2 separate regions of the Sus scrofa genome follow, and region 2 is linked to region 1. The links are chromatin contacts, called in public HiChIP or PLAC-seq maps. All regions are on one chromosome and are shown on one strand. Each heading gives the region's core, a stretch centred on a gene start, on an enhancer-like site or on the middle of the called end of the contact. The rest is flanking DNA. Distances are from core to core; before and after follow the strand shown.

Region 1 (7,238 bases), core at 2,044-4,543:
AATTCAGAGTGTCATATCCTAAGCCCAAATGAGTTTTCAATCTTGTGGCATGAATTTAACAGAATTCTGCTTTTTTAAAATTAATAAACATGTGTTTTACCATTTGCAATTTATCACTTACTAATTTTGACTTAAATGCTTTCTTGAATCTCCAATGTTATGCTTTTCTACAACAGACCTTAGCTTTTTCCCCAGAGAGCATCAGACATACCACACTTCATCAACAATTACCATTTTCCCAATATTTCTGGTAACAAGATCAAGATAATATCAAGTCTTCATTGTCACTTCAAAGGTATGGCACACTCTTCTAGGAACTAGATTTAAAATTGTCTTTCTGCAGTCTGTATTTGGAGTTTATCAAAATAAGCCAAATCTCTAGCCTCCTGCAGTTTTCATCAAGCCCTAGGTAAACAGGCAAGTATGTCAAAAACCATCCAAGAACATCTCAATGCTAAGAAAAGAGAAAAAAAAAATGTGGCCCTTGACATTACTTTAAACTTCTGGTAACATGTCAGAGGCTCACAGCATATGGCAGAAAGAGCAGCAGACTGCGGAGTTAGAGAGCTGGGTCCGCAGGCCTTCTCTGCTCGTGAGCACGTGGGCAGGTGAACTGACTCCTTTCTCTATCTCCAGAGAAAGAAGCCATCATCTTAGCTGGAGGGCTGCCACAGAATAAATCATATCAACGGTTACATGCAACATGCTTCTGGCACAATTAATCCTCTTCTAACCATCAAAGAAAATCAGATTCTTTATCCTCATGACCTCGCATATTAAAGCCAGTAAGCCAAATCCATTTTCTTAAACTAAAGCAGTGGACTGCGACTGTTACCAGCATAATACTCCAACTCTTCATGTCAAAAGCACTTATTTATTCAGCAGAATCCGGTTGTGAAATATATGCCATAAGTTGAAACTTATCAAAAAACTTCTATTTTAAATATTTTACACAAAAATCTTTCCACGTACCACTAAATTACCTTAGACAATTTGAAAAAGTCAAACAGAATTAAACCAGCAAGTAATCACTGAAGATTACTACCTTTTTTTAAAAAAGACCTATAATGTGCCAGGTACTATTGCTAGTTCCTGGGGATATAAACAACCACCAATCTAGACCTTGCCCTTGAAGAATGCCATTGATCTAGGAGTATGAACTTGACAGATAAATGTAATAAATATTTTAGAAATACCATATTTCCCTGGCTGCGGTATATTTCAGAAGTCATTCTTTCCACTTCTCAGCATTTTTAGCCCACAAAATAGCAAATTCCACCCTTGTTGAGTTGATGAGAACGTGAATCTCCAATTTTTGTTTAAAATTTTTCAGAAGTTCATAATTAAGAAGTAACAATGAAACCAAAAGCTAGTTTATGCACAGATTGCTTGTCACATGGCAGGCAAAGCAATTAAAGGGAACAGAATTTCCCACCTTGCAGAAAAACCACAGAATTTTCATAACTAAGAAAGGGCAGTGTTTCCTTTTTATGCAGTAACACAAATGTAATTACTTCCATTACATTAAAGACAAAAAAAAAAAAAAAAAATCACAACACACAAATCGAAGAAAGGTAACTTTAAACCAATAAGAAATGCAAACAAAATCTATATACACTTTACTGTTTCAAAGTTACAGGTCAGTTGGAAAGGCGTTAAGGAGGTTAAATCCTAGAATAGAGATTATGAAAAGCAACATGTTATGGTGTTGATTCTTAATCAAATGGCCAAAATGACTTAGATGACTTAAAAGTCAGAAAAAGCACTGCAGAGCTACTGTTTTTTTTTTTTTTTTTTTTTTTTTTTTTTGTTTTTTTTTTTTATGATTATAGTCATGATAAGCACTGTCTGAGCTACTGTTTTTGAATCAAATTTTTCTGTGGCTATTAAGGTTTGTGATTCTCTATTTTTTATTTTAAAAATGTTTTTTACTGTCAATTTTCTTTTAAAAAAAGGTAATATTTGGGCTTGCTTTGAACAACTTTCCCAATTTCTACAAATCTGCTCTTGTCTGCAGTGTGCTGAGAAACCAGTTATCCAAATGCTATAGAAATGAGTTTAAAATACTGGTAAACACACCAGGTAAACACTTAAAGTGGAGGTGAGTCGCCGAGAGATTTGATGCATGGACTCCTGGCTTCCAAGAGGGCCTATCCGCCAGCTTCCTGCTTTTCTACTTGTTCTACACGGTTGAGGAAGCTAGAAAAATAACAGCCCTCAGGCTAGGAGAGAAACTATCCCACACCTCTCCCCATTCTTCTGGTCCCTTTCCTCTTCCATTCCTTTCCCTTTCGGGGGCATTTCAGGTGGGGCTTAATCCACTAAGCGGCATTCCTTGACAAAAAGACCACTATTCACTGACTCTGACATCAGAGGCATGTCAAAGCCACTCCATCCTTTTACTTCTTTAACTTTTCCAAGTAATTAAGAGAAAAAAAACCCCAGCAGCTTTGAATAGTCAAATACATATATGTTGCTATCTAACTACTAAGTGTTAGAAAGTTACATTCAATCGACTACATACTCTGCCCTAATACCCTATTCTGCCTCCCCTGTCACATCCCACTTCTGCAGCTGTCATCTGAAAGTCCTCACCGCCATAATCTAGTGACTTTCAATGCCCCTAATCTCTTTGTGTACATTTGTAGCATTAGGTTAAACTATAATCTCTCAAGATCCCCAAAAACCACTTAAAATGTCTTCCTTTCAACTCCTTGCAGCATCTGCCATATGGGGCCACCTAGTATGGAACACACTGGAGGGGCAGGGCCAAAGAAACTCCTCAGAGGAGGAGTTTTCCCCCTTTCAGCACAAAGACCTTCACCAAGACCGCCACGTCTTGAGGAAATATTCAATTTGAATCTATAAGTGCACATTAAGAAAGGAGGCAATACAGGCAACTCCAAGATTACAAGGGAACTCAGAACTAACAGTCTGGCTCTCTACCTTGGCTGTATATGGAATATAAGCAGAGCTCAGTGCAATTTAAAAAAAATAAAAAAATAAAAAACAATCCTTGGAAAGAAATAGAGACACAAGGAAAGAGCTCACCATCAAGAGTTCTAAAAACAGGAAACAATGGTGGCAAAACTGCTGAGATTTGAGGGTTTGACAGGCATACTCCAAAATGCCTTTCTTTTCTTTCTTGTAAAAGAATAGCTGGAAACAACGCATCCCTATTCATTATAGGAAGCGATCAAAGACTAGGAAGGGGACATGTGCACACACTTAACACTGGTTCTTTGGAAGCACACAGCACCTGATGAATCACCGCACAAAAAAAGGAAACCAAGAAGGAATACTGGACACAGCAAGTGAGATGGACTGCAAGTTCTGCTTAACAATCTCTCAGCAGGTCACAGGGGCTACTGTCTTGAACACATAAATACTTTTTAAAGGAATTTATCCATAATCTTAAATTTTCCAAAGTCTTGATGATTAAAAAAGTCAGATACAATGTCAAAGGCAGAGCCTGCTACACTTTCTTAAAACTTTAAAGTTTTATTTCATATACAAATATAGAACCTCTACTTTTTTGGATTATACTTGCACTTAAAATGTCAAACTTCCGTAGAATTTTCTCCTTTGTTAAAAAAAGTTTTAATCTGTAAGAAGCATTCTAGAAAAGCTTTATCAGCATTTTGAAATAAATACTACTGCAACTAAAGCAACATCCATTTCGATGGGCTTCTTCTTAGTATTCTACTCCACTTTGTAAAGTCTATATTACCCTTTACAAGCAGGGCTGGTGTAACTGTTTTAGAAATGTTACATCACAAAGTTATAACAAAATATTTCTCATCTTCAATAGTGTGATTAAGCTAACATATTAGTCAGCTTAAGTTAAAAGAAACAGCAGCTTGTGATACATTCTAACTGCAAGCATATTACAGTTTCTAAAGAAAGAAAGAACAACCATTTTCCTGGACACCACTGTCAGTAGACTCAGGCTCAAGACTGGATGCAAGATGCTCATTCAAGAGTCATTACAAAAACATCACAGGCTAAAGGCAGTGTGCCAGATGCAAGTGATAGAAGGTTAACAGTGCCTCCTCTCCAACTTTACTGCTCATGGAGGTGTCCAACATGAAAACAACAAATTATGAATTTTTAAAAGGGCTAGGAGAATTTGAGAAAGTAAAGCAGAGCCCTAGAAGTTGAGGGTCATGAACTGTACATGCAGCAGCAAAAGACAATACTTAACCAGCCTCGCATGAATGACGCTGGCAGAAAATATCAATCAGAAGATAAACTACCAAAAATCCTTTAAACCCAGTAATTACAAAGGAAACAATTGTAAATGAAGATAAACACCTACAAAAAAAAAAAAATCACTGGAGGATTACTTAACATGAGAAAAACTTAAAACCTAAACATCTAGTAATAAGGGAATCGTCATGAGATGCTGTATCACACTCACTAAAAGGATGTTTATGAAAAAAATTTGTCGACATGAGCAAATGACAAAGATTTTTAAAATCACACAATTAATACCTACATTATCTCAAGCATGTTAACAGGTGTACACATTTTTTTTTAAAGTCAAAGGTAAATCAAAATGTTAAAGCTAGGTATTTCTCAGAGGTAGTGATTTTGCTTCATTTTTACATTGTTCTGTATTTTCCAAAAATTAGTGTTGTTACATTTTAAATTGGTAGAAACATTACACTTAAGTCACTGTATTCCAGGATTCCCTTTTATAACCACTCTTAACTCTTTTCATCTGTTTCAGTAGAGAATCTCTCTCCTCCAAATTCCACAGAACCCACTCATTTCAACAGGCTAATATTTGTAAATTGCTTGAATCAGTACCCGGCAGGTAGAAAGCAGCTACACAAGTGTTCATTATACTCAATATTTTTAAATTTCTAAAGTTCCCCTTGTGGCACAGTGGAAATGAATCTGACTAGTATCCATGAGGATGCAGATTTGATCCCTGGCCTCGATCAATACGTCGGGGATCCGGCCTTGCCATGAGCTGAGGTGTAGGTCACAGACACGGCTCCCATCTAGCATTGCTGTGGCTGTGGTTTAGGTCAGCAGCTACAGCTCCAATTGGATCCCTAGTCTGGAACTTCCATATGCTGTGGGGTGGCCCTTTTTAAAAAAGCAATACATACATACATACACACATACAAACTCCCTTTATTTAGTCAAAGTAACTAGTGTATTTTAGAGCTGGCCTATTTGTCATGGCACCTTGACAAAAGAACCATAGATTTTTTTTTTTTTTTTTTTTTCTCTTCTGAATTTCAGCATCTCTTAAGAGATGACTGTTGTCTCCCTCTGAAATTCTTCCTTCAAAGAAAGAGCAGGAGGAAGACATCCTGTCAAATCAAATTCTTCAAAGGGAAGGCAGGAAATTACAGGGTGTGGAATTCTAAAATATGGTAAAGTGTTAAGACACACCTACGAAAGGGTACTTAATATGTTAAAAAGTCTCTCAAGAGTCACCATCTCATGGAATTAAACCCTAACATTAAGAGTATGTACGTAGCCAGACGAAGAAATGGAGAAATCATTTATCCAATTCTTAATGAGGATGGGCTACATGTAGTTATTTGAGAAAAAACAATGTCTTCGTCTGGTTTTATGAGCTCTTTGAGGGGGGGAGTAGTGGCGGTAACGAAAGGACAACCCAGGGGAAACGCAAGAAATCAAAGATGCCAACGAACTGTTGTTCATAATAAAGGAGGGAGGAATCCGAATGGGAGAAATCAAGGAACTTCAGTGGACTTCAATGCACTGTCTTCCCTAAACAAGCTTTCGGTCAAGTCCACATAGCCCGCTTGTGCTTTAGTAAAAACGGATTCTTCTATCCAAAGTAATAATGAGTCCGCGTCTAAGTCGCCCAAGACTGCACGCAGACACGAGACCTGACAGGGGACACGGCTGGCTTATGCACACATAAAAGTGTATTCCAGGTACGTATTCCTTTTTAGTTTTGACAAACTTATACATGCCATCAAGTCTGTTTACAGACGCAGGTCTACAAGACTCTTAAAAATTACCAGCAGTCTTTTTTAGTCCCCTTACACCATTTTCCATTCAGAGGCAACAAGAACAGGTGCCTTTCATTTCACTACCGAATTCTATCATATTACTTGCAGTGCTCCTGCAGGAGGGTGTGTGTGTGTGTGTATGCATGCACACGCGTGTGTCTGTGTCTTTCAATACCACTCTTTTCCTCATACAATGCGTCCCAAAGTACTTTTAAATTTAGAGTATACAAAGAAGCTACAACTCAGTAATAAGATGACCTAATGAAAAAATGGACAGAAGATCTGAACAGACACTGTAAGTTATTAGAACCCAAACTGGCCATCATTGGGTAAATGGATAAACGAACTGGGGTACATCCATGCAATGAGGTCCTTATTAGCAATAACAGGAATTATTAATATATGCAGCATGGATGAATTTCAAATAGTTATGCTGAATGAAAGGTGGACTAAAAAAAGAACACACACCTCATGACTCCAAGTACATAAATCTTAGAAAGTTCAAATTAATCTATAATGACAGAAAGCAGATTAGTGGTTGCTCGAAGAAAGGAGAGGAGGAGCGAGGGAAGCCGATTACAACACGGCGCAAGGAAATGTTGGGGGGAGGGTTGTGTTCCTTTACATGACGTGACCGTGGTGGCAGTTTCACTGCAAATGCAGACATTAAAAGTCAAGTTCTCCACTGTGAATGTGTACAGTGTACTGGATGTCACCTGTGCCTTAATAAGGCTCTTTTTTTTTTCTTTAATCTTTTTAGGGGCTGCACCCACGGCATATGGCGGTTCCCAGGCTAGAGGTCAAATCGGAGCTAGAGTTGCTGGCCTACACCACAGTCTCAGCAACTCAGGATTTGAGCCGCATCTGCGACCTACACCACAGCCACAGCAACACTAGATCCGAGCCTCATCTGCGACTTACACCACAGCTCATGACAATGCTGGATCCCTAACCCACTAAGCAAAGCCAGGGATCGAACCTGTGTCCTCATGGATGCTACTCAGATTTGTTTCTGTTGAGCCATGATGGGAACTTTTTTTTTTTTTTTTAAATTATGAGAGAAAGGAAGAGGCACAAATAAAGCTTGTTTAGGGAAGACAGTGCATTGAAGTCCGCTGAAGTTCCTTGATTTCTCCTTCACATTCAGATTTCTCCCTCCTTTATCATGGACAACAGTTTACTGGCATCTGTGATTTCTCGCGTTGGCACAAATAAATCAAACAGGAGTTTCAGACT
Region 2 (7,238 bases), core at 2,701-5,200, 220 kb before region 1:
CACGGCTCGGGAAGATCACCAGGAAGGAAAAAACACATCTGTCACCGTTTAACCCCATCTGTGCTGCATACTGATGAAAGCAGCAGTGGAGACTGAGTCAACGGCCACTGAAGACAGACATTCGCTTCGACGAGAATGACATTAAATAACACTGCTAAGGGTGGCTTCCAGAGAAGCAAAAGTAAACAATGAAAAAATTATGATAGCAGCAGTATGTTACACTTGCAAAAACAATAAAGCCATCGAATACCATGGATCAAAATGTTTAAATATATATCATTTAGAAAACAAAAATGTTAGTGTCCATACCGTATGTCCTTGAAGTGTATATATGAGCCTTCCTTCTAGGAGGTCCAGAATCTTAAGGGTACCATCGGAAGAAGCAGTGATGAGGTAGTTACCCGAAGGATGGAATGACACACAGTTCACTCCACCACTGTGAACTGATGTGTAACATAAAAGCAAAAAGTTCAGAGAATAATACTTAATTCTAAAGATGCCCCTTAACCCTATTAGCAATTCTAGGTTGAACGCAAGAATCAGTTAGAGGCAATGTCTAGCCAGTACCAAAACTCCATATAGCCCACTTAAAAAAAAGGAAAAAAAAAGTAGTTTCACATCAAATAGCTAAAGCTTCCAGCTCATGAGACAGATAGCTTTACCAATGAGCATGTGTCATGGAAAGACGATCTTATTACCCACTTTCCTACAAAATCCTCAGATACATTAACAGCGTCAGCAGCAACTGATTACACCCCCTCATGTAAGACAGACAACCTAACCGCCAATGAAATGGTTTTTTTCACTCTAAACATTGATGTATTTGTCAATGCAAGTATAACTAATGCTGGATAAATACTAGGGTGAGGCTGTTAAAACCAAGCTCGAGGTGAAGGGAAAGCCCTATGCATGTGACCAGGGGACAAACTCAAGGGTTGTTTGACCCGTTTTGCGTTGGCTGGCGGAGGCCTTCAACTAAATTCAACCACCAATCAATTAATGGCTTGGGAAAAGGGTGAAGAGTATTGGAGGTGTGTTTGGAGAAGGGCAGTCTGGCCAGCTTGAGAAGTCACTTCTGAACCCCATTCTTCCAACAGGAGGCAGTCTAACACAGCGGTCAAAAGTTTGTTCTACAAGGTACTTTGTGAAAATGTACCTTGTAAGCAGAAAGACCCGTGTCGGTTCTAGCAATTATTCGAGCGCGTTTCTTAGTCTCTTGAAGCCTCGATTTCTTTATCTTTGAAATGGAGGTTATAATAATACTTCTCAGGCTGTTGTGAGGACTGAGCAGTGTCTGCTACGGGGTAGATACTGTATTTATTAGGAAGGGACATGTGGATTTAATATCAACCGAATATACACTAAGAAGTCAGTCCGTGCCTCTTTACCCTCACGACATAGGTGGTGTGTAGTTGCACGTCAAGGACTGCAGGGTGCTGTTTACTACCTGTTATAAGCAACTACTTGTAACGCCTTCTGAGGCAATTTCTCTCCTGGGCTTTTCACACAAAGCATAACCAATGTTTGAAAATCTCACGGTAATTTCTTCTATTTTTACAGATCTGTTATCATTTTAAGGTCTTTCCACCGCCCTGTGCACTCTGGCATCTACCCCAACTCGTGGGACCATGTTCCTGCTGGGGGCTGATGTCCTCTAATCCATTCAAAGGCAGCACATCTCTCCTTACAAGGGTCGCACTGAGAAGGTAGCCTGTCGGTGTAAGAACTTCCTCGAGAAGCCCACTCGACAAGTGAATTTTGTTGTGGGCAATGTTACCTTGATAATGCTGGAGTAGTTTGTTCACTCTTATATCCCAGATTTTCACGGTATGATCAGAACCTGCCGAGGCTATGCACGTACCATTAGGGTTAAAATCCACAAAATTGGCAAACCTAGAGGAAAGAGTAAGATGACCTCATGCTTCCATTTCTCTTCCCTCTCATTTCTTTACTTGAATTGTGACAATTCACTGGCAAACGAACCCCCATAAAGGCAAAAAGAGAGAAGACTTACCCTACAAAATCTGAGAAGTTATTAACACACTGCTTATTTGTGGTATCCCAGATTTTAATAGTTTTATCTTCACTACATGACACAATCAGTCTTCCATCAGGTGAAAACCTGCAAAGCATAAAAAAGATAATTTTTGTGGAAGGCTCCTAGCAAGCACAATCCCCCCTACCCCCATCACTATGTAAAAGTCAGGCTGCACATATTAAATACCATTCACCACTGCTGCCAAACTATGCGGCGAAGTCATATTCTGTTACCAACATCTTTCCAACTAAAAATAAGCACAACCAATGATGCTGACAGACCATGAAAAGGATCAAAATACATTTTCTAGACTAACCAAGTTTCTTTTAACCTTTTATTTAAATAATTTAGTCGTATGCTATCTGTCCTAGGTCTGCACAGCTTTCAAGCCAAGTCACCTTGTTTTTTTAAAGGTACTCTTTCTTTCCTTTCTTTCTTTCTTCTACTTCTGTCATTTTCCGGTCTTACCCATGTGACCTAAGAAAGCCTTTATTATTCATCCTGCAGAAACGCTTTTTCTAAGAAAAGGACTGGTGTGCTGAGAATTAAAATTAAATGATATCATCAACAAAAGAACCAACTCCCTAAGCCTGTAACTTCCTGGACTTGGGGAGGCCAGAGAGCTCCGATGGACTGAAAATAGGACAACTCATTTATACAGAATTGAAGTTTCTTCACGGACACACCTATTATCCACGTGCCCCATTAAAAAACATATGAGAAAACTCCCAGGCATCTTGCCTACTGCTTTCATGCCCTCGCTCCCTTTAGGATCCTTTCCAAGGTTCTTTCTCCCCTTAAGGGCTTTTTTAGAATAGAGACAGAAGAGCAGAAGACCAAAGAGAAAATGAAAAATTTTGGTCTATTAGGGAACTATGAAGCGCATGTTGGCTACTAATATTTTAGCAATAACAACAAAAAAATTAAAAAGACAGATTTAGGTCACAGACTGATTATGCTTCAGTTGTATTTGTAGCTTCCCTCTAGGCCCAGATTACTATAAAGTCATCTGCTAAGGGTGTGGATTATAATTGAAGGTTTTTCTTTTTGTTCTCTCTCACGGTCCCCTCCCGAACGCCCTGATCTTAAGGCTGGCCTAAAAATAATTATTCCTAACAAAAACTTTCAATCTGGAATTTATGAATTCACTGTATTTAAAAAGGGACGTGGAAGGATAATTAAGGTCTGTGTGCAATAGTCTTTAAAAATTGAAGAAAATAACCTTGCAAGGAAATCCTGTACACTGGCTAACTGTTCAGCTTGATTTTATAATAACATAACATATTATTGATCTTTTCCTTTAGAATATGTGAGGAAGATTCAAATATGAAAGACAGGATTAGAGAAATGCTCCAAACAGATGAAATTTATTTTGTACAGACCCTAGGGAAGAAAAACCTCTTCAGTATCCCCATGAAAACAAACTTTGCATGATAATTGCAAACAACTAAGGCAAGAAATCAAATTGTTTCTTATTAAACTGTCTTTTAAAAAATTACTTAATGTGAACAGCTAACAGAGAACAGTTCTAAAACATGCCTTGAGTCTTACATTTTAAAGCAATGATGAAAATGCAATCAAGTGGAATGATCAGATTAAAAACCAAGTATAAATATACCCACCCTATGACAATACTGGCCAACTATCGCCACCACCACCACCACCGTTACCCTGCCAACATTTACGGAGCATCTATGTCCCAGAAGGGTTCTTAACACGTTACATTCAATCCTCAGAATCACCCTACAGAACAAGGGCTCTTGCTAGCCTCCGTGAACAGAGGAAGAAACCAGGGCTCATACTGCCAGTCACGCAACCAGCACCTCTCAGCCACTCTGCTGCAGTCTCTGACAGAAAGGAAAGTTTCTTCTGCTGGCAAAGTAGAGCACAGGAAGCTCTGTGTGGCTTCTGTGTAACCACAGAAAGTTCTAAAGTGGAGGGAAACCACAGGGCAAGGCTCTTAGGCGGCTATGTGACTGGGCTCTGCCTGACAGGCTAACCGCTAGACTAACTTCCAATAAAAATCTGTGTGTGTGTGTGTGTGTGTGTGTGTGTGTGTGTGTGTGTGCTGCCCTACCCCACCAGCGTCCTGGAGGAGTTTATGGGGAGAAGACACATTCACTGACTCACTCAAATATTGACTGAGCACCTGCCAGAACCAGGCACTGGGCACTGTCCTGGCACATAAGGGATATTAAGATGCATGAGACAGATACCCTCCCTGAGGGGGGAGGGCACAAGTAATATAACTTTAGATAAGGATAACAAAAAGAGTTTGGGGAAAAAAGAAAAAAAAAAGGTGCCAACTTGTTGCCAGAAACAGGATTTGAAAGAAAAAGGATCTGAAAGAAACGTGTGAACAGTGAAAAGACCGTGTCCTGACCAGATGAAAGTTCTTCCCGAGTGGGAAGGGCTGCAGCCTGGGAGAAATCTCCCCAGCGCCACAGACATGAAGGGAGTGTCAGCTTCCGAGGAGTGGGGAGCGGAGGAGCTGCCTGGGAGGAAAGAAGCCGGTGCCAGCTCTGCAGGACCAGAGCGCGGCTCGGGGCCAAGCCCCCCGCCCTCGCTGGGCACGGTATGGCAATCCCTGCATACACGCTGCAAGCCTTTGCCAGGGTTAAAAGCGAGGATGGTGGTTTGTACCTTTTCCTCCCTCTTCTTTTGAATGAGACGTATCAGAAACAGGTGAGCACCAATACAACAGGCTCTCTGGCCAGACTGGGATCAGAAAAAGACTCAAACGACATCTAACGGGATTATTAATTTTAAGAAGAGTAAGAGGATATAAAATTTCTATTGTGACGTTAATAAATCTCTAACTCTCTAATTCACTACCACCCAACCACCTTTTGAAAAGCCCAGTGAGTGTGTCGCCAAGGTGGATATTACATTAGTCAAAGTGACTAATGGATCAGGAGACACGGACTTTCTGTAAGGCGTTGAGAAGTTAACTGCACGACTTACTGTTCAATCTCTTAAAATGTATTGGAACTATTTGGAGAAGATGAGGAAATTCTTGAACTTTTTTTCTAGAAAAACTGGTTCACGTATCTTGAGAGTAGCCCAAGTTATATAATAGGAGTTCTTTAACTTTGACTCTATGGAGTTCCTGAAACAATATATAAAATTATACCTGGAGTTCCCCTTGTGGCTCAGTGGTAACAAACCTGAGTAGTATCCATAAGGACACAGGTTCGACCCCTGGCCTTGTTCAGTGTGTTAAGGATCAGGCATTGCCATGAGCTGCAGTGTAGGCTGCAGACGAGGCTAGGATCCCACGGTCCTGTGGCTGTGGCATAGGCCAGCAGCTGCAGCTCCGATTCGACCCCTAGCCTGGGAAATTCCATATGCCGTGGGTGTGGCCCAAAAAAGGAAAAAAAAATTATATTTCCATAAGTACAGTCATTGAGTTATTTGTTCATAGTGAGACAAACAGGTCCATGAACCCTGAGAAATTTTAAAGAGCTTTCAAAAGAAATCAAAATTTTCATTTAGCTATTTCTTATCGGATATTAGACTAAATATTAGAAACACAATATATCACCACATTGTACACTTTACACTTATACAAGTTTATGTGTCATTCACATCTCAATAAAGCTGGGGGGAAACAAAACACAAGGACACACAACCCCCACCCTAGCCAGACCCTTAGCTGCATGGAGGCAGGGCTAAGCCATCTGAGACGAGTTTGGGACTCAACCGTCAGCCCTCCAGGCAGAAGGAACAGAGATCCACTTTGGGAGTTAGACATGCCACACTGAGGAATTAGATATGGTCCCTGAAAACCAACCTGCACTACAAGGGCTGAAGGATATCGATTTAGCATCCAATTTCAGCCACACCCAGCAGTTCGGACTGTGTGGAGGATAAGAAAACAAGAAAAAACAAAACAAACAAACAAACAAAAAAAAACAAAGTGAGGATAGACAGGGAATAGTAGGAGAGAAGGAAAGAATGAAGGAGGAGTTCCTGTTGCGGCTCAGCAGTAATGAACCTGACTAGTATCCATGAGGATGTGGGTTCCATCGCTGGCCTTGTGCAGTGGGTTAAAGGATCTGGCATTGCCATGAGCTGCAGTCTGAGTACCAGATGCGGCTCAGATCCTGTGTTACTGTGACTGTGGCGTAGGCTGGCACCTGCAGCTCCAATTTGACCCCTAGCCTGGGAACTTCCATATGCTGCACATGGCAGCCCTAAAAAGAATAAAACAAACAAAGAAAAAAGAAAAAAAAGAATAAAGGAAATTTAGAAAGAAAAATATTCTCAAAAAGATTGAAAAAACACCCATATATTTCTGGCCCTCAAGGCTCTGAGACCAGCGTAGGCACTGTTCTATGTCCCCTAAGACACAAATCATTGGTAAGAGCTACTCTGAAGCCAGCAGCTATTCAATAGGAGGCAGAAGCAGTAAAAAGCAGTGAAATAAAGCTTCCCAGTCAGTTAAGAGTCCCGATTCTAAGGCCAACTTTGCAAGTGTCTGACTGTGTAACCTTCTAAAAGTCATAACCATTCCGGCCACCATCTTCTGTTTGGATAATGAGACGGTTTGGTTTGCATTCAGGCCTAAAACTCTCAGAGATTCATTAAAAAAAAAAAAAAATTGGCAATTTCAGAGTTTGCATTGATGGGATGTGGGGTTTACATACTAAAAGTAGAGTTGAAGGCAGTAAGCAAAACCTTTATGTTTTTTACAGTGTTGGTCAGCTGTTAGACGAGAAATCATGTGACGATTGCAGTAACAGGAGTCATTCCTATAACTGCAGAGAGACAAAAGGCAGATGAGAGATAAAAAGGGCTAAGTATGCCCTGAAACATGCTAATTATTGCTGGGTCCTTAGCATCGACATGCCCGGACTCCTCTCGTGGCATCTCCACCCATAAGCACAACTGTCTGCCAAGGATATCCTGCAGGCACTTAGGACTTTGTCCAAATCTGAACTCGTCACCTCCGTCCCCAAACCTTTCCTTCCCCAGTGCTTCTTTTCTCAAGCCAGAAACCTAAAAGTCGAGCTGGATTCCTTTCTCCGCCACCGGCCGCCACACTCCAATCCTTTATCAGGTCTTGTCTCTTCAAACCACACGAAGCCTTGCTGGCAGTCCATTCCCCAGAATCAGTGAAAGTGATTTTTAAATCTTAAATAATGGGTTTTTCTGATTAAAACCCTTCAGTGGTGTGACATTTCCCTTGAGAAAAAGT

The links. HiChIP or PLAC-seq counts read pairs in DNA pulled down with a chosen protein or histone mark.
Region 2: an H3K27ac HiChIP or PLAC-seq map of alveolar macrophages shows a contact between it and region 1. The contact joins two enhancer-like sites. A contact is called at or near these places in 1 of 47 Hi-C or Micro-C datasets (embryonic fibroblasts) and 1 of 2 datasets of contacts at active chromatin or transcription factors (alveolar macrophages).

The regions. Positions count from the first base shown.
Region 1 is chr5:92,946,871-92,954,108 of Sscrofa11.1, reverse strand. The region is part of intron 1 of ATP2B1 (ATPase plasma membrane Ca2+ transporting 1); the gene reads right to left. Among named protein-coding and RNA genes, the nearest start is that of ATP2B1, 14 kb to the right of the region's middle. Within about 2 kb of position 3,293, at least 2 of the 83 cell types and tissues checked have an H3K27ac peak or open chromatin away from gene starts, as enhancers often do. A contact at or near this core is called in alveolar macrophages, where this site is marked.
Region 2 is chr5:93,169,148-93,176,385 of Sscrofa11.1, reverse strand. POC1B (POC1 centriolar protein homolog B) reads right to left here. Exons shown (of 12, transcript XM_021092774.1): 5 at 2,015-2,122; 6 at 1,778-1,893; 7 at 310-443. Among named protein-coding and RNA genes, the nearest start is that of GALNT4, 40 kb to the right of the region's middle. Within about 2 kb of position 3,950, at least 18 of the 83 cell types and tissues checked have an H3K27ac peak or open chromatin away from gene starts, as enhancers often do. A contact at or near this core is called in alveolar macrophages, where this site is marked.